2 separate regions of the Rattus norvegicus genome follow, and region 1 is linked to region 2. A link is a contact called in public Hi-C data. All regions are on one chromosome and are shown on one strand. Each heading gives the region's core, a stretch centred on a gene start, on an enhancer-like site or on the middle of the called end of the contact. The rest is flanking DNA. Distances are from core to core; before and after follow the strand shown. Region 1 holds the start of Rph3a (rabphilin 3A). Region 2 has its middle 65 kb from the start of Ptpn11.

Region 1 (5,328 bases), core at 738-3,237, 110 kb before region 2:
AGGGTTGGAAACTAGAAGTTGACTAAGGAAATGTCCCACAGTATCTGTGACACTGCCTGGGGCTCCTGGGGCTCTGTTGATCATCTCCAGGCCCCCTGCATCCTCCCCACAGCCCAGCAAGTGAAGGATTCACTCTCATTGCAACAGTGAACCTCAATGCCCGTCTCCTCCCCATTCCAAAGTCCAGCCACATTCCATTCCAACCAAAGAACATGAAAGTCCAGTATTTGAAGTATCGTCTGTGGGCAAGCCTGCAGTGTCTCACTCAAGCAAGCCAAGCTTCTTCACTTTCCATTCATGTGTATGGTTTCCCAGGGAGGCAGATTCCTCAAGGTCACCCAGATTGGCAGCCAGGTTTCGGAGGACCCTCTCCTTGGCACTGACCACCAGGCTACACTCTCCTCCTGTGTCCTGCCCACATAGGCTTGTACCCTGCGCTCCCTAGCCCCTCATGGCCCTGGGGCTGGGTGAGACCCTCTCAGCATTTCCAGATTGCTAGTCCCTGGGGCTAACCTTGTCTTCTTCTTGCCTCCCAAGTTCAACTTCCTAAAGAAATTCCAGCGGACAGAGACGGCCGAAGTGGATTGCGGGGCTAAAAATAAAGACTTTCATTTCCCCAAAAAGGTAGGAAGTAATTAAAGCAGAAAGCAGAGCAGAATCCTCTCCCATAGATCACAGATTACCGGCAAAAGCATTTTAAAAATTAAAGACTCGAGCTTTGGGACTTCGTGGTGAGGGACCTCTGCTTCCCACTGGCTAACAGGTTGGTATGGAGTTACCCCTCACTGAGATGTCAGAGAAAAAAAACTGGGATAGAGGTTACAGTTTGTCCTGGAACTGGGGACCAGGGACTGGAATGTCATGCTCCCCTTCTTCTCAGTGGGGAGACGGGCTCAGTGACAGAGTCCCTGTGCCACAGCCACATACATACCCCCCATCCAATCTCTTACAGGTGACACCACCTGTAAAAAAAAAAAAATAGAGCATCCACAGCTCGGCTCGGCAAGCAGCTGACTGCTTGACCATTCATGCCAATCGAGAAGGTGGCGCTTTCATGGATCCTCGCTTTCCCATCTCAGGACAGCTGAGTTTGCAGAACCCACCACAATTCAATTACTCAGCCAGTCCTGGCGGAGAGCCCAGTCTGAGCCCCGTCCTAAGCAAAGGCTGGCCCAGGATGCTCAGGCAAGGGTTAACCTTCTAGGCTCAGGTGACTCTCCCAACCAGGACTAAGGTGCCTACCCACCAAATCAAACACTTAGAGGCCCCCTGTGCCGTTCTGGCCATGAAGGGTTAACTCATTCAAGAGCTGCCAATCACTTTCCTCAGCTTCTGCTGCAGAGGACAAACTGAGTAGAAGCCACTCTCTTGCTCACGTCGCCTGAACAGGCGCACTCTTGCCTCCTCCCTGGGCACTGAACTAAAATCCTATTTGTCTCTGGAGTGTTGCTGATAAAAGCCTACAGAATGCAGGCAAAGAACCGTGTTCAGTTATCGCCAGCCCTACCCTCCCCGCTCCCCTCTTCCTAGCTCATACATGAACATTGCACATCTCAGTTAGGGTCCTGAGATCCCCTAGTCCATTTGCAGGACCACCACGAAGAATGTCACTCACCAAGACAACGGAGGATTGCAGCAGAAGGCGTGAGCCAAATTCTTGCCAACTCCCTGCCGGGGGGAGATGTTAAGTGCCAGCGACTTGGCTTGAAAGACCAGCAGATATGCCTGAAAGAAAATTGTGCATTTGACTCTCCCTGTCTTCCCAAAATAAAATCAAGTCACCAGCATGAATGCATGCCCCTAAATCATGCCAAAAGAAAGAAAGAAAGAAATACCCCCGTCAAAGGAGAAAACTAAGTACAGTTGGAGTCTACAACGGTGGGCAGTGATTCACTCAGACTACTCCACATGGAAGGAAGGTTTTGTAAGTCTCTCTTTCTCTCCCCTCTTCTCTTTCCTCTCTCCCTCTCTGGGCAGCGTAGGCAACTCTGGGATGCGGGCAGTAGACGAATCAATTGCTTCCCTGGTGCCCGATCCTGCTGTCACCTACTGCAAAAACCCTGTGTGATCCAGAGGGAGGGGCAGCCGCTTCCCGGCGCAGGGGAGCCCAGCTTGCCTCCCACCGCGATGCATTGTGCCGCGTTGCCTGCGGGAGGAGAGGTGGGAGGCCAGGAGGGGAGGCTGGGCGCCTGGGAACGATCCGGATTGGCAGTCAGTACCACGGACAGCACCAGGACGCAAGCGGAGGGGAAGGGCAGCCACTAACCCCAGACAGAACAGGGGAAGTTATTGGATGGCTGCAGCAGAGAAAGGAGGAGGCCAGAGTAGAGGAACCGGGACGATTCTGTCAGACTGCATACAGGCTACCTCACTGCACACTTAGGCTAATATTGTCAAATGGGCTATAACAACCCCTGATCTTCGCCGGTACCTGTGCGTCTCTCTGTGGTTTTCAGGATCATCCACATTGCTGCTGAAGTCTGCAACTCGGGCTCAGAAGGTAGCAGGAGAAAACAAGGCTAAGAAAACTAGGAGCGGGGGCTGGGGATTTAGCTCAGTGGTAGAGCGCTTACCTAGGAAGCGCAAGGCCCTGGGTTCGGTCCCCAGCTCCAAAAAAAAGAACCAAAAAAAAAAAAAAAAAAAAAAAAAAAAAGAAAACTAGGAGCGGCTGAAGGGGAGGGTGATTTGTTTAAACAACCACATCTGACAGATTTCAGGGAGTCTGGGCAACCTTAGGAATAGCGTTTAATGTTACCATGTCCCTGCCGACTGCAAACTGAAGACATGACCACCACAACTTCCTCACGGCAAAAAGAATGAGTCTAAGGTAGCAATAAGAATGCCCACACTAGGGGCTGCTCTGATTCCATGATCTATAACCCACCCTCTGATTCAAATGTTTTGACAGAGATAAAGGACTCGACAGCCAATGAGTCTGGTGCACACCAATCTGCAGCATGTGGTTGGAGTGGGATGGGGCTGGGAATTTTAGGAGTTCCAGAACAGACACGGTCCTCTGCCAAAGACCCATCCCCCCAAACCAGACTGGCTTTCTGAGGTAAAGTCACAACACGCAGGAAATAAATCACTGGAGAGGGGGGCGATACACAATGGGACTTATGTTCCCATGGCACCAGCATCCCGGCTCCCTGGTGTGATGCTTCTGCCAACTACGAGAAAGTGCTCAGGGTGGAGAAAGAACGTCAAAGCCCAAAGAAGCCAAGAGCCATTTAGAACCTCCCAGCAAAGTGAGGGGAGTCCCTCTCTTCATGTAAAGCTTCCCATGCAGGGCCCAGGGTGAGTCTTTGAGAGCTAGGATTCAAACTGTCAGGATATGAGAGACCTTTCATAGCATGGCTCTATAGATGATCCCTGTGGTGGTGTTGATGATGGTTGTGGTCATCTGGGTGATGATTATAGCATGAGGATGGTGGTGGTGGCAATGATTATAGTGGGGGTGGTGATGGTGGCCATGGTGATAATTGTTGTTGTTGGTGGTGGTGGTGTTGGTGTTGGTGTTGGTAATGGTGGTGATGGTGGCCATGGTGATAGTTGTTGTTGGTGTTGGTGTTGGTGGTGTTGGTGGTGGTAATGGTGGTGATGGTGGCCATGGTGATAGTTGTTGTTGTTGGTGGTGGTGGTGGTGGTGTTGATGGTGATGGTGGTGGTGATGTTGATAGTTGTTGTTGGTGGTGGTGGTGATGGTGGTGGTGGTGGTGGTGGTGGTGATAATTGGTGATGGTGGTGTTAGTGATAGGTGGTGGTGGTGGAAGTGATGGTGATGGTGATAGTTGTTGTTGGTGGTGGTGGTGGTGATAGGTGGTGATAGGTGGTGATGGTGGTGGTGGTGGTGATAATTGGTGATGGTGGTGTTAGTGATAGGTGGTGGTGGTGGAAGTGATGGTGATGGTGATAGGTGGTGATAGGTGGTGGTGGTGGTGGTGGTGATGGTGATGGTGGAGGTAGTTGGTGATGGTGGTGATGGTGGTGTTAGTGATAGGTGGTGGTGGTGGAAGTAATGGTGATGGTGATAGTTGGTGATGGTGGTAGTGGATCCTAGGGAGTTCATACCCCCAGTATGGCTTCTGGGTCACGAGGACCATGTATTCTGCAAAGACCTGGCTCAAATTCAACTCCCTTCAGGAAGAAACAGAACCGCCAAATGCCAAATGCCAAGACACCTACTGTGTGTCCCATCCAACCACAGCTACTGTCTTATGTCTTCGAAATAGCATGGGGTGGGTTAAGCTGTCCAGCTTCAGAGGAGAAACCCAGAGGAAAAGAGGGAAGCCCCCCAAAAGTCACACAGCCAGGCAGCAGCTAACAGGAGAGGAAATCTGTCTGTCTGCAACATCTGTGTCTTTATCATTCTTTTGTCCAATCAGGTCCTCTAAACTTCCTAGGCAAGAGTAAAAAAAAAAAAAATACCCCAAAGAGCCAGCTTTTAACTGGATGCTTCTAGCTGCGTTTGCATGCTGGGCTCCTGCCCAAGTCTTCAATGAAACAGGGTTCTGTCACAGAATTTATAAAGTAATATGGCTAGCCCTCAGCTCAGCACCCTCCTGAGTGTCTGCCCGCCCTCTAGAAACCTGCATCCTCTTCTCAGGGGGACTCAACCACCTCTCCAGCTCCCTCCTCTGCCCCGAGTGTGCAGAGAAGCCATTCAGAGGCAGCAACTGCTCTGAGCTCCGACAGCCACTGCAGTGGGGAACCGCCTTTGAAACCAGATTCCTTGGGGTTGCTCCCTAAGGCTTCATTCAAGCCAGAGCTTTCAAGGAGCATCCCAAGGGGCTGGGGGCAGCAACCAACTGCATTACCCTGCCCTTGTTCTGGTGAACAACCAGTTAGGATTCTCAGCCACCCCCAGCAAGAGGGACCACGATGGCTCCAAGTGAGCTCTCCAGCACACCAGGCTCAGTATGATTACTGTGTGTGTCTGTGTGTATGTGTGCACGCATCCATGAGCAGAGCATGTGTTTTCTGGTTTCAGCTCTGCTGTGACAATTAAACACTCTGACCAAAATCAGTTTGAGGGGGGAGAGGCTGGAGAGACAGCTCAGCAGTTATGAGAGCTCACCGCTTGGGCAGAGGACCAGGGTTTGACTCCCAGCACTTATATGGAAGCTTGCAACTGTCTGTCAACCCAGCTCTTGAGGATCCAATGGCTCTCTGGTACGGGGCACTCATACAATACACAGACACACACTCAGGCATTTAAAACATATGCATAAAAATTAAGTCATTTTTTGAAAGGAATGCAACTTACAGGAGGAAATGGGTTTATTTCAGCTTATAGTCAGTCCATCCTTGAGGGAAGCCAGAGCAGGA
Region 2 (5,136 bases), core at 1,750-4,249:
GATCCAGGAGGACTGGGAAATACGTGTGATCAGGATACATGATGTGAAATTACCAAGTCAATAAAAAATATTATGTTGGAATTTTTTTTAAAACAGACATATGAGGCTGGAGAGACGGCTCAGTGGTTAGAGCACTGACTGCTCTTCCAGAGGTCCTGAGTTCAAATCCCAGCAACCACATGGTGGCTCACAACCATCTGTAATGGAATCCCATGCATTCTTCTGGTGTGTCTGAAGACAAGTACAGCGTACTCAGAGAGAGAGAGAGAGAGAGAGAGAGAGAGAGAGAGAGAGAGAGAGAGAGAGAGAGAAAACAGGCATGTGCAGGCTGAGAGATAGGCTCAGTCCAGAGAACTTGCCAAGAAATCATGAGCACCTGAGGTCAGCTTCCACCTCTTGAATGCTAGAATTGCAGACATGCTCCACCATGCCCAGCAAAAGAGCAATGTTGGGGCTGGGGATTTAGCTCAGTGGTAGAGCCCTTACCTAGGAAGCGCAAGGCCCTGGGTTCGGTCCCCAGCTCCGAAAAAAAAAGAACCAAAAAAAAAAAAAAAAGCAATGTTTTCCCTGTTTTACTACATATTATTAATTTTGCCTCTGCGCATGTTTGTATGCATGCATGTATGCATTGGGCATAGTGTGCAAGCGCATGCGTGTGTGTGCCTGTGCTTGTGCATGTGTGTGTACGTCAGAGGACAACTTCAGGACAATTCTCTCCCTCCACCATGTGGGGCTCAAACTCAAGTCATTGGGTGACTTGAGTGACTTTACCTGCTGATCATCTCACCGGGCTGTATTTTCAAAATAAAGTTTTTGTTAGACATGCCGGGAGCCTCCACTTGGTTCTTTCTAGCTTTGGTTTTCTGTCCCATCCTCTTAGCTCGAGCTGGATGGAAGCGAATGATTAATAATCTGGAGAGAGAGCCGTTGGCACCATTTACCTGCCAGCTGCTATTATGCAAACATTGTCCTCTCCGTGGGGTGAACTTGCTCTACAGTGAGCGGAGAAGACCGTAGGAGGAGGAGGGTCCTAAAGCCTTGGAGCAAGCAGGGGAGCCACTTCCTGCTAGAAGTTGCTTCAGCATCTTCCTGTCACCCAGCCCATGACCAGCCCAGCCCTCCTTCTGGGGAGGCAGAAACAGGCAAGCCTACTGGGCAAGCTCTGGGCCCACGAGAGACCCTGTCTCAAAACCAAGGTGGACAGCTCCTGACACCTGATGGTCGCATGCACACACACACACACACACACACACTTTTTAATAAAAAAAAAATGCCAGGCTCAAGCTGGGGGATGAAAACAGTTGATAGAGCTGCCTCTGGCAGAAAGCGAGCCACTTGACTTTCCTCTCTCAGGGTCTGGGTTCCTTGTGCGGAAGAAGAATTAAAGTTGGATATGGTAGTACAAGCCTGTCATCCCAGCACTGAAGAGGCTGAGGCAGGAGGACAGCAAGTTTAAGAGTGGCCTAGGCTATCTACTGAGAGCCTGCCAAGAGAGGAGGAGGAGGAGGAAGAGGAAGAGGAGGAGGAGGAGGAAGAGGAGCAGGAGGAGGAGGAGGGGATGGAAGGAAGAGGAGAAGGAAAGGAGGAGAAAAGAAGGAAGAAAGGAAGAAGAAAGAAGGAAGGAAGGAAGGAAGGAAGGAAGGGAGGGAGGGAGGGAGGGAGGGAGGGAGGAAGGGATATAAGGGCCCAAAATGGCTGAAGGAAAACTCCAGACTGAGTATGCAAAGACAAAGAGATTCAGAAACATCCAGCATGCAGAGTCAACCATTCTCCAAATGAGGCATGCCGGCCTTCTTATAGGGGACCAGGGGGACTCTCCAGAAGGATTAGGTAATCTAAACTTTCACTGGTGGGTGCTAAGGGGTCACAGGCGGTCAGTGGTCTGCATTCCTGTGTCATGAACGTTTAACCACAGAATGAGATAGGGCTGCCCAGCACAGATGGCCCATCCTGAGATGAGATAGTTCCCCGCTTTTGTGGTTATCCCCAGCCTGTTTGTTGGGAGGGGTTTTATGACATTGTTCCTGGATTTCATGGTCTGTTACTGGAGCTGGTGTCTATGGTCTACTTTTCAAAATCAGAGCTGGTCTTTAAATGGAGACAAGTGGGGTTTATGTTGTCCTTTCAGAGGGAGAAAGAAGAAAAGGAAGCAGACGTAGAGGATGGGGAAAGGGGAGATTTCTCTTAGAAAGGGAAAAGGAGGAGCAGAGGAGAAGTGAAGGTGAGGAGGTGAGAAGGGGAGGAGGGAGGAAGGGGAAGGGGAGGAGGAGGGAAGGGGAGGACTTGGGGAGGGGAGGAGGAGGGGAAGAGACCCACTCTACTAGAACAATTTCATGCCTGATACTACAGCAGATTGTTAAACTCTGTGTGTTTGGGTGTTTCACTGACATGTATGTATGCACACTGTGCAGACACAAAGGAGACCAGAAACGGGGGGCATTGTATCCCCTGGACCTGAAGTTACAGACATGCTGGGAACCGAAGCCTGGTCCTCTGGAAGAGCAGCAAATGTTTTTAACTGCTGGGCCATCTCTCTAGAGTCCATACCTGGACTGTAAACCTGGTCAAAAGCCCATGGCTTGGGGTCGGGGGGCATCATCAGGACTAGGAGAATAGTACCCCACATCCATGATCATGTCACCAAATGCAGGGCACATTCACGGTACAACCACAAACTGCAATCAAGGAACTTTGTTGCAACAGCTCCCCCCATGCTCTCCCGGTGCTCGGGCAGCAGGAGCTGGAGGTAGGGGTGCTGCCAGGCACCAGCATCCGGAAGGAAGGCACCCAAGAAGCCATGAGGAACCCACTTCAGTGTGCCGAGAGCAACAGCGGAAGCTCTATGAATGAGGACGAACATGACTTTCTTCGGAGCCTGGAAATCTGTCAAGATCCAGACATCCGCAGCTCCGGAGAAGACTAATTTCAGCATCTTCCTCTTCCCGCTGCAATCTCTTCCCATGGTTACAGGGATCTGGCAAGTGCTCCGGGGTTCCACAAGCTGGCGTGATGTCTAAGAATATCTGAAGCTGCTTCCCAGGCATCTGTGGGGTTGCATGCCATGGCTGGGGTATAATTTTATTTTATTTCGATACTGTCTTCGGATCCCCGTCTGCTCTAGAAGACTGGAGAGTTGGTGAGCCACGGACACCAAATAGGCTTCGGATCCGAGGGTCACCAAGATGGCTCCAAAGCTAAAGGGACTTGTCACCAAGCCTGATGAACTGAGTTTGGGCCCCAGGATTCACACGGCAGGAGAGGACTGAGTCCCACCAATCGTCCTCTGACCTCCACACGCATGGAATGGCACATATCTGATCCCCGCCCCCACCCACGCACACACAAATGAATAAACGCAAAACCTAAGGCAAGGCGCAGAGTTCCGAGAACATTGGCTCCTCTGGCAAAGATGGGATTTGATTCCCAGAACTACACCGTGGCCCTCAACGGCCCATTAACTCCAGCTCCGAGGGATCTGACGCCCTCTTCTGGTCTCCACGGGCACTGCAGACATGTGGCAGACAAAAATGAAAATTTTAAAATAATTTTTAATTTTGTTTTTCGAGACAGGGTTTCTCTGTGTAGCCCTGGCTGTCCTGGAACTAGCTCTGTAGAGCGGGTTGGCCTCAGACCCACAGAGATTCCCCCCCGCCCCCATCTCTGCCTCCTGAGTGCTGGGATTAAAAGTAGGAGCTACCACCACCTGGCTATAGGAAGAAATTTTTAAAAATAAAAAAAGCGAGGCACAGTGGCCCTCAGGAGGCAGAGACAGACAGAGTTGGAGACCAGCCTGGTCTACATAGTGAGAGCCTGTCTCAAAACATTAATTGATTTTAACTGTGTAAAATAAGAATTCAGACCCTCACCTCCAGATGAACTGACATAGGCTTGCCCAGGATTCTCAAGAACATTTATCTCCACAGGGAAATCTGCCTGCACAGGAGAACAGATGGGTGTCCTGGCCACCTCAGGCTCAGGAAGCTGCACACTTAGGGCTGTTGCCCCATGGTAGGGTGCTTGTGCCACCTGTCCAAGGTCCCGGGTCCCACCCTTGGTGCTACAAAAGGAAGTTTTGAGCCAGGTGTGGTATTACATGCCGGGAATCCCAAGGGAATGGAGGCAGAAGGGTCAGGAGTTTAAAGTCACCCTCAGTTATTTAGTGAATTTGAGACCAGCCTAGGCCATACAAAAACCTAGTCCCAAAGTTAGAAAGAAAAAAGGAAAGAGAAGAAAGAGGGAGGAAGGGAGGAAGGGAGGGAAGGGAAGGAGGGAAGGAGGGAGAGAAGGGAAGGAGGGAGGGAGGGAGGGAAAGAGGGAAAGAGGGAAGGAGGGAGGGAGGGAGGGAAGGAGGGAAGGAGGGAAGGAGGGAGGGAGGGAGGGAAGGAGGGAAGGAGGGAAAGAGGAAGGTCAGGCAGATAGATCTCATCAAGAAGGACAGAAGGGGGCCCTGAGACCACACTGGCACAGTTTGGAATAGAGTAGCTTGGTGGAGGGTGGTCCAGTGAGCCTCCCCCAAGACCATCACCCTCTGCCTGGCTCTGCTGTGGGAAGCTGAGCCTTGTGGGTCACAGGTGGCCCTGGCAGATCCCCCTAAGCAGTGCCCGTACCTCTGCCTCTTGGCCTTCTTGACTCAGCAGCAGGTTAGGACAGCACTAGAGTTGGGAAAGGAGGAAGGAACGACCAAGTACTTCTTCCTCTGTTCCCTGCCACTCCTTCTAAACCAAAAGTCTCAGCTGAGAACATCGTCCCTGGCCCAGGAACCTCCCCCTTCAGCCAAGTGACAGAACCTACAATCACATCTTCATAGCCACACCGCGCCTCTCAAAGGCAGGAAACCTGTCTCGGGATTGAAGAGGATTTGAACCGCAAATTATTTCAAAAGTTATAATTTCAGTATAAAGCTATTCTTGCTACTGTGGTGGTGCACAGTCTTTAATCCCAGCACTGGAGAGGCAGAGGCAGGTGGATCTGAGTCCAAGGCCAGCCTGGTCTACAGGGTGAGTTTCCAAGACAGCCAGGGCACAGGCTGAGATTTGTTTGAAAGCAAAACGGAACCCGTTCTATCCAGGAAGGGGAGACATTAGACATTTGTCCTTGAACTGCAAAACAGGCTTTGAAGTATAGGGTTACTTGCTT

Evidence for each region. A called contact is a pair of places that touch in the nucleus more often than the background predicts.
Region 1: a contact with region 2 is called in a Hi-C map of frontal cortex, with 2.9 times the contacts expected there. The contact joins the promoter of Rph3a here to the enhancer-like site in region 2. A contact is called at or near these places in 2 of 12 Hi-C or Micro-C datasets (frontal cortex and prefrontal cortex).

The regions. Positions count from the first base shown.
Region 1 is chr12:41,200,221-41,205,548 of GRCr8, reverse strand. Rph3a (rabphilin 3A) reads right to left here and starts at 1,987. Exons shown (of 22, transcript NM_133518.2): 1 at 1,836-1,987; 2 at 1,616-1,725.
Region 2 is chr12:41,088,259-41,093,394 of GRCr8, reverse strand. No RefSeq gene overlaps it. Among named protein-coding and RNA genes, the nearest start is that of Ptpn11, 65 kb to the right of the region's middle. Within about 2 kb of position 2,999, at least 11 of the 93 cell types and tissues checked have an H3K27ac peak or open chromatin away from gene starts, as enhancers often do. A contact at or near this core is called in prefrontal cortex, where this site is marked.